2 separate regions of the Larimichthys crocea genome follow, and region 1 is linked to region 2. The links are chromatin contacts, called in public Hi-C maps. All regions are on one chromosome and are shown on one strand. The core of a region is the stretch at or near the end of the contact, and the rest is flanking DNA. Distances in the headings are between cores, read along the strand shown. Region 1 holds the start of cnr1 (cannabinoid receptor 1). Region 2 holds the start of LOC104934385 (interleukin-31 receptor subunit alpha).

What was found. Hi-C and Micro-C count contacts between places; a contact is called where the count stands out from the background.
Region 1: a contact with region 2 is called in a Hi-C map of muscle, with 4 times the contacts expected there. The contact joins the promoter of cnr1 here to the promoter of LOC104934385 in region 2. A contact is called at or near these places in 2 of 7 Hi-C or Micro-C datasets (both in muscle).

The regions. Positions count from the first base shown.
Region 1 is chrXI:5,177,031-5,180,999 of L_crocea_2.0, reverse strand. cnr1 (cannabinoid receptor 1) reads right to left here and starts at 2,023. Exons shown (of 2, transcript XM_019263275.2): 1 at 1,607-2,023; 2 at 1-898. The coding sequence starts at 853.
Region 2 is chrXI:5,045,558-5,049,319 of L_crocea_2.0, reverse strand. LOC104934385 (interleukin-31 receptor subunit alpha) reads right to left here and starts at 2,379. Exons shown (of 16, transcript XM_010750033.3): 1 at 2,084-2,379. The coding sequence starts at 2,138.

The DNA of each region.
Region 1 (3,969 bases), core at 774-3,273, 130 kb before region 2:
CGCTGGTCACACCGATCCAGAACAACAGGTAGTTCTCATCAATCAGAGGGAATATATCTGAGCAAACAGAATTGAGACGTTTACAGTTCCAGCCCAGCAGAGGTAGCACTGCGATGACGATAGAGATGGTCCACATCATGCAAAAGGCAATGACAGCCTTGGTCCGTGTCACAATGCGCCTGTAGGCGAGGGGCCGGTGTATAGAGATGTAGCGGTCGATAGCTGTGAGGAAAAGACTCCCCACAGATGCAGTGAATGATGCCGTGACTCCACCCAGCTTGAAGAGGAAAACGTTGGGGCTGTCCTTCCTGTGGAAAACATGAAAGTCCAGAAAGCTGTAGACAAATATGACACTTCCCAGCAGGTCAGCCACGGCCAGACTGCCGATGAAGTGGTAGGACGGCCGGCAGCGGAGGGTGCGGGACTGCAAGATGACGCAGAGCACCACCAGGTTCTCCAACACCGTGAAGGTACCCAGAGTCAGAGACATCACAGCCACAGCCAGCTGCTGGCTGGGAGTCAGGATCATGAAACACTCCATGTCCATAAAGTTCTCCCCACATTGTATAGTGTTAGTCTCATCTCTGAAGGTGCTCCTGTTGCCAAACAAGTCTGTGGCATTGGTGGGGAAGAAGGGGATGCCTTTGAGGATGAGGTCCTCGTCTGGGGGTACTTTGTCTGGGAAGGAGTTGCTGCGGAAAGCAGATAGAGGCTTCTGCAGAGAGAAACCCGCCTTGAAGTCTGCATCATTCAGGGGGTCGTCATAGTTTGCATCGTTGGAGCCCAGATACTGTAAACCAGATGTAATAGTCCGGAAGGTGGTGTCCGCCACACCGTCAAGCACAGATTTCATGGCTGTGTCTGAGGGTACAACGGCAGTCTAAGACACCTGGACAACCTACGAAAATAACGACAAAGACATGTTGGTTTGGAAAAGTGTCTGCAGCAGTGCGAACATTTCAAAATGCAAATATTTCGATTGATTTTATTCCTTATTCCAAAAACCACACCTGACCTCTGTGAGCTGGTGTACTTATAAATACTGTATCGTGCAACATGCAAATATCAACACATAGAAATTGATTCACCACCGAACGCTTACTTTTCGAGTAAACCTACTTATAGAAACCAGAAACATGAAGCCGCAAATAAAAACGCCTCTCTTTTCTATGAGGTGCAGAAGCATTTACAATTTATTAAGACCTCTACTGCAAAACAAAAACAGACACTAATTGTAATTAAATCAATATATACAGAACATGCATGATCAAATTTCTGATCAAAAACAGTAAACAGGTATATAAAAAAAAAAGAATGATGATTGCCATTACATAATTCAAATACATGCAGAATTAGTTTTTTTAATATTAGTCTATTTAGAAAGTCTAATAGTCTGCAGGAGTGTAGGTTTATCGTTAATCTGGTGTGAAAAAAATTAAAAAACAAAACAAAATAACGCAAAGATGCATTCAGGAATCCGCACAATGAAAAAAAAAGAAGTCTTACTCCATGCTTGGACAAACAGCACACATAATTTAAAGTATTAATATAAACAGTGAAATGATTTAAAGCCGTTTAAAAGAAGAAAAGTGCATCTTTACCTTACATAATTTTTCCAAGTGCGCAGAATCGCCCTTTATCACCGCGCGTTAATCCAAGTCACAAGTGCATCATCCAACCAACACAGATCTTACATAAAAGGAGAGACAACCAGCGTGTATGGGTTAAAATAAAACCACCATGAGAGTCATAATTATTAGTTTCTTTTCTCAAGTTCTACGTGTAAGTTTTTTCAAATGTCTGTAGAAGTGTTCTTGGAGTGCGCTCCAGCTTTGTGGAGACAGGTTGCCGCTGCTGCTGCTGCTGCTTGCTTCTTGCTGCTGCTGGCTCCAGCGTCTCTCTCCACTCGTTTTCTCCGAGTCTCCACACTTATGAAGCGTCGCTCCTACAAGCCCTGTCACGTGTTTCCATATAGCTTTCTCTGCCCAACCCATGAAGCTGCCCAAGCTGCGCACCGCACAGGAACAACGGAGACGACAGTGGTGGTGGTGGAGGCTTATAAAAAGGATCTGGATTTTGAATTCCCAAAGCTCCTCTGAGCCAAAGAGCCAGTGATCAACACGGCACAAACCACACGCAAAGATAAGCTTTGATTAACCATCTTATCTCCTCAGTTCATGAGGTAATTTGCAGGCACATAAAGCTGCATTTTCTCTTATGGTAACTTTTAATTGGAGTAGACAATCACACGCAGATAGAGAGGCTCCAGACATTCATTGACAGTCAGTGCATGTCTGTTTATTGTGTGAATAATTAACCAAAATTGAGATTCTCAGAGAACTGGGAGCAGGTTTCATCATTTTGATGTAGATGATGTGGGCTGAGTCATCCTCACATGTATTAGCTCTTTCATGCTCTTTGTATTTACTCATCCAAAACAACTATTTTCAATCAGAGAGTCGCTGATTGTGTGCTGGATGAAAATACAAAAGAAATACCGGAGACATATTCAGTATGGCACTACTCAGGATAGACCAGCTGAACACAATCATATTTCAAGGCAAAACCTTTATTTATATGGCATTTTAAGGGAATCTATACAGAATAAAGTAGTATTACAGTAAAACACAATCATATTTAATAGCAAAACCTTTAACTTATACGGTATTATGGTATTTTCACGTCAATTAAACAGCAAAACAGCTTTTTTTTATTAAAAAAAAAAACTTGGAATATGAAATAAATGAGAAATCAGCAGTACTAATACCCTTTTACCTTAATATTAGAAAAAGTTATATTACAGTAAAATTCTGGCAACAACTGACAGTTTTTTACCGTAAAAACAGCTGTTTTTTTGAAGTCATATTTCACGGCAAAACATTTCTTTATACAACAGGTCATTTAAGGTAATTTATACAGAATAAAGACAGACTGTACTGTAATATGTAATGGCAACGCTGACCTTAAATGTGAAATCAACAGGATTAATATCCTTTTACCATAATATTAGAAGAAGTCATACCGTATTTATTATGGTAAAATTCTGGCAGCTGCGTTTTTTTACGGTAAAATGTTTTTTTTTTTTACAATGATCAAGAGTTTCAATCAGATCATACACCACCACAAATGAACACGCCAAATCCTAATAAGAATCACAATAACAAATGTTGCCTTTGCACACTTCATAATAAAAACGAGTCAATTCACTGATTAAAAATAATCTAATTTCCATTTTTTTCATTTGGCCATACAAATGTTTCAATGCAATTTTCTTTTTTTTCTGTCCCACACAATGGCAAAATCAGTGGTCCAGGCCAAGAAGGCAGGAGTTGAGTGGCTGCAGTGTGATAGATTAAATCACAATAGAAGCATTAATGTGACATTTTGCAGCCACGGAGCATGAAAACCTTGTGCCACTTGGGGGACCGAAATGAGGCTATCATCATCACGGATAATTATTAATTTCACTCAGCCATGGCTGCTGTCTGAAATGAATTCACAAAAATGAGACATTTACGGTCAGGAAATGACAGAAATGTCTAAAAACATGGATGTTTAATGTGTGTTTTGGATAAACTGACACTGGCAGCGTGTCAGTGTAAGCAGCTGAGTTGCTTGTAAATCTTAAGCTGATTCTCATCAATCTTTGGGCAAACTGAAAAGAGAACACATTATTTACTGTTTTGATCTGCTGGACTAGATAGAGATCAAAGCTGAGCTCCGCTCGGCGATTCAAACCTGAGAGCGGCACGAAATAAAAGCCCTCTTCCTCGCTGCTAACTGATTAGCTGTGGCAGAATAACTGGCAGATAAATCCCTTGTTCTTGGAAACATCAAAGGACTGACAGGAGAAAAACACTGGTTCACTTCCTCTACTCAGGGTTTCTCCGATTCTACGGAGTCTTGAGGTAATCATCTTCCAGTATCCAGCTTCTTAAACCCAGGAGGAAAAACATCACCCTCGGATGC
Region 2 (3,762 bases), core at 1,130-3,629:
TAACTAAAAAAAAAAGAAGCATCATCTGGCTGCATTACAATGATTTTGGAGACTGCAAGTGAGTGCAGAATTTGTAAAAATGAAAATATCCGTCAGAGCAGAGACAACAACAATCTTGCACACTTAACGAAAAATTGCTTAATAGCACACAAATCATTCACAATTGCGAAGTTAGGCTAATATAGAAGGCTAAATACTAAATGAAGAGCCATCTGAGAGCCGGCTCTTCGAAGGGAGCCGAGCCAAAAGAATCTGAAAAGAGCTGAACTTCCCATCACTAATAAATAGTGGTACATGGTGCAATAACAGACGTACAGGATGCAGACTTGGAATGACAGAGACACCACTCACATAATAACAAGTCTGTTAAAATGAAGAAAACATCTGTAATTTAATGTTACACAACGTGGCTTTAAGTTTATCCCTCAGTAACGCTACACTGGCCAGACTTTTGGAAAAAAGTAGCAGGCACACACTGCAGTTTTATTTCAGCTTCAAGCCCTCGGTAGACAATTAAGAGCAAGCCAGTGATTAATGTATTACAGTAAATATGTTCCATCTGAAGCCACCAGGTGTGGTCATATAGATACAATACGTCATTTTGTTTTTTTCGTGTGTGTAAATGTTCCCACTAAACTCCAGAGGAGGTGAAATCTTACAACAATCATGAAAACCAACGTAATCTGCTGTTTCTTCCAGTCATTAATTCCATTAAATATGTTTAGTATCGAGGATAAAGTAGATTCAACTGACATTTATTTACTCAGAGTCAACTCTTTATTCGCTTTACTTTGCAGATGACGCACAGAGCATTGGCCTCAATAAACTGTTGTGTCTGTGGTCTGTGGGTTTTTTTTTTTTGTTTTGTTTTTGTCAAAACCTCTGCAGCTAAAGTTGGAACCCAACATTTAGGAGAGATTTTCTGCTGCTTTCCAGTAGAGTAATTTCACAATTATATATTTATATGTCTCTTTTGACTTTGTTTCAAAAATGTGTTTTAACTTACAAACACTACCAGAAAAAAATACCACAGAGAAAAAGTTGAACATTTAAGGTACACCTAAAACACTTTAACTGTACGGTTTGAGCTGTTTGACCATACAGATATTTAAAATATATGTATATATATAATAAATCTAATAAAAAAAGGATCACCTGGGAAGTGAAATAGTACAAAAAATAATGTATAAAGCTGTTGTGGACGTGCCATTGCAGTAGAGATGTTCTGACTTCTAAGGCATTCAGTCAGTCAGTTGAAGCTTTAGCTCTTAGCTGTGGTGTCATTTAGTGTTGTGTTGTAAACTGATGGGCTCATTGTATGTGGTTACGCACTGGACTAGAAGATCGCACAGTATCACTTGTTCCTTTGGTCCGAACCCTTCTTCTAAGTCTCTTCTAAGACTCTTCTAAACATCTGAGTGGAAAAAAATGTTCTGTCTGTTGCATGACTTCCTAATCCAAACACAAATCTGGTATCTAGAAATGACATATCCTTGAGCATTTGCACAACATGAACCAAATTTCTAGACTTCTTTTTATAGTGGTGGAACTTACTAGTACACAATATGGCATGTCCAGTTCCTGAGATACGAAATACACTACTACAATACATTGTATATCTTTTATCTTTTATTTATACCTTTAATCAACACTTACTTCTGTGACTCAAACATGAGAGTCAACAAATTGGGCTAGTTTGGAAGCTTAATTGGAGCTTATGTTGTTGTTCTGATTGAAGCTTACTTGTTTTCTGTTGGGCTCTTCTGTGGTGGAGCTATGATACATTTTAATTTTAATTTTAATAACATTTAGTGTCGGACTGTTTAATCTACAACAACAACAACAACAATAATAATAATAATAATGTAAAATGCTGATTGGATGAAGGGATTATTTTAATTTGGTTTCTACCAAAATTGCAATTATTTCCATTTTTAGCAGCCCGCACTGACATCAGATTATGAAACTAAAACAAAACGAGCATTTCCCAGAAGTTCAGAATCCGACAGTCAGCAGCTCTGCCTTTTAACACAACGCTTCACCTAACAGAAGTAATATAAAATAATATAAAAGGTTTACTTACGTTTACATGCAGAGGGGATTATAATTAGGATGAAAAGAGCGAGGGAGGAATACATGTCTTTCGTCGCAGTGCGAGAGCTCAAATAAATATCCCCTTAAAATGCATGTGGAGCTGTGGGAATGTATCCAAACGCGCAAAGGAGATGAATTAAACCTGCCCTCACTGTGTCTGTCTTGGCAGACGGCACCCTAAACTGCACCGCATGTTTTCCACTAACTGTTTCAGCCATCAAGTAACAGGAACTGAAGCAAACCCTGAAATAAACGGGAGGTATTACTCAATCCAGCTGGAAACACAACGTCTTAAGAGGAAGTGAAGTAAAGTTGTGGACAGTGTGAAGGTTCAGCCCTTGGTGCGGAAGCCAAAGGTTCGAGTCCGACCTGTGGCTCTTTCCACACACACACACACACACACACACACACATATATATATAGATATATATAGTATGTATATATAGATATATTAGTATATATATTAATATGATCATATGATACATATATAGACACTGAGTATACACACATATATAGGCAGGCGAACTAACTAAATAAATAATGGTTACAGATTATATAATAATATAATTGTTATATGTACTATTCTGTTATTATTGAGTTTGCTCTTAAAAATATGAACATCATCTGCTCAGGTCTTCCAGATGTGGACCACAGTAAAAAAAAAAGACACCTCACTGTGGGGGTTTTGTTCTGACTTTAGATGTAATTAAAAAGGCCACAAGCAGAAGGCTTGAGGGTCCTAGAGGGTTTGTAGGTTAACAGGTGGGAGCAAGACCATTATCAGCTTTATAAACCAATAAAAGGATCTTTAAAAAAAAAAAAAAGATCCTCTCTTTCTGGTTGGTCAGCAGACGAGCAGCTGAGTTTTGGAGTAACTGTAACTGAGCTAAATTATACTTAAAGAGACCGGAAAGTTGAGTATTACAGTAGCAGTAAGTTCTGCAGAGATAAATATGTGCATTAGTGTCTCTGTGTTGGTTTGAGAGATGAACTAAAGTACAGTATTGATTAAATGTAATGACTTCCACCACTGCGAAAGAGAAAGTGTAGATGAAAAGGATTATAACATCATACAACATGTCAGACTTGTTTCATGTACATAAATCTCCCATCCTGCAATTATAATCAAGTACGGTTGGTTCTGTTTATGCATGCAAAACCAATACAAAGAGGAAGACGGTGTGCACAAACCACAGGCACAAATTCATGCAAAGTACCCCTGAACCATGCACCAGGCAGTGGTCACCTGTATAACAATGTAAAGACTGGAGGGGAAATGTATTTCTGGCTACTTATTAATAATTAGTAATGAGGATCCCCATCAACTGATGCTTCAGCTGCTGCTGCCAGTCTTCACTGAATGTGACAACTTTACTTAAACTTACCTGAGGCCTGCAGGAGAGATTGTGCCTGACCCCTCAAACTCTGGACACAAACTTTGCGAGGCACTTGACCAAAATCTCACGCCACAACACTGACACTGGCTCTCAGCCTACTCCCCACAGACCTTACACATCACATTAACATGAAGTCCACTGACTCTGTGCATTACATTAACAAACACTGTTTATTTAACAACTTTTGGACGAAATATAAATGATTTTTGCATCTTGTTGCACAAACTGTTCAGCTCTTTTATTTTAAAAACATATTGTACATATATTTATA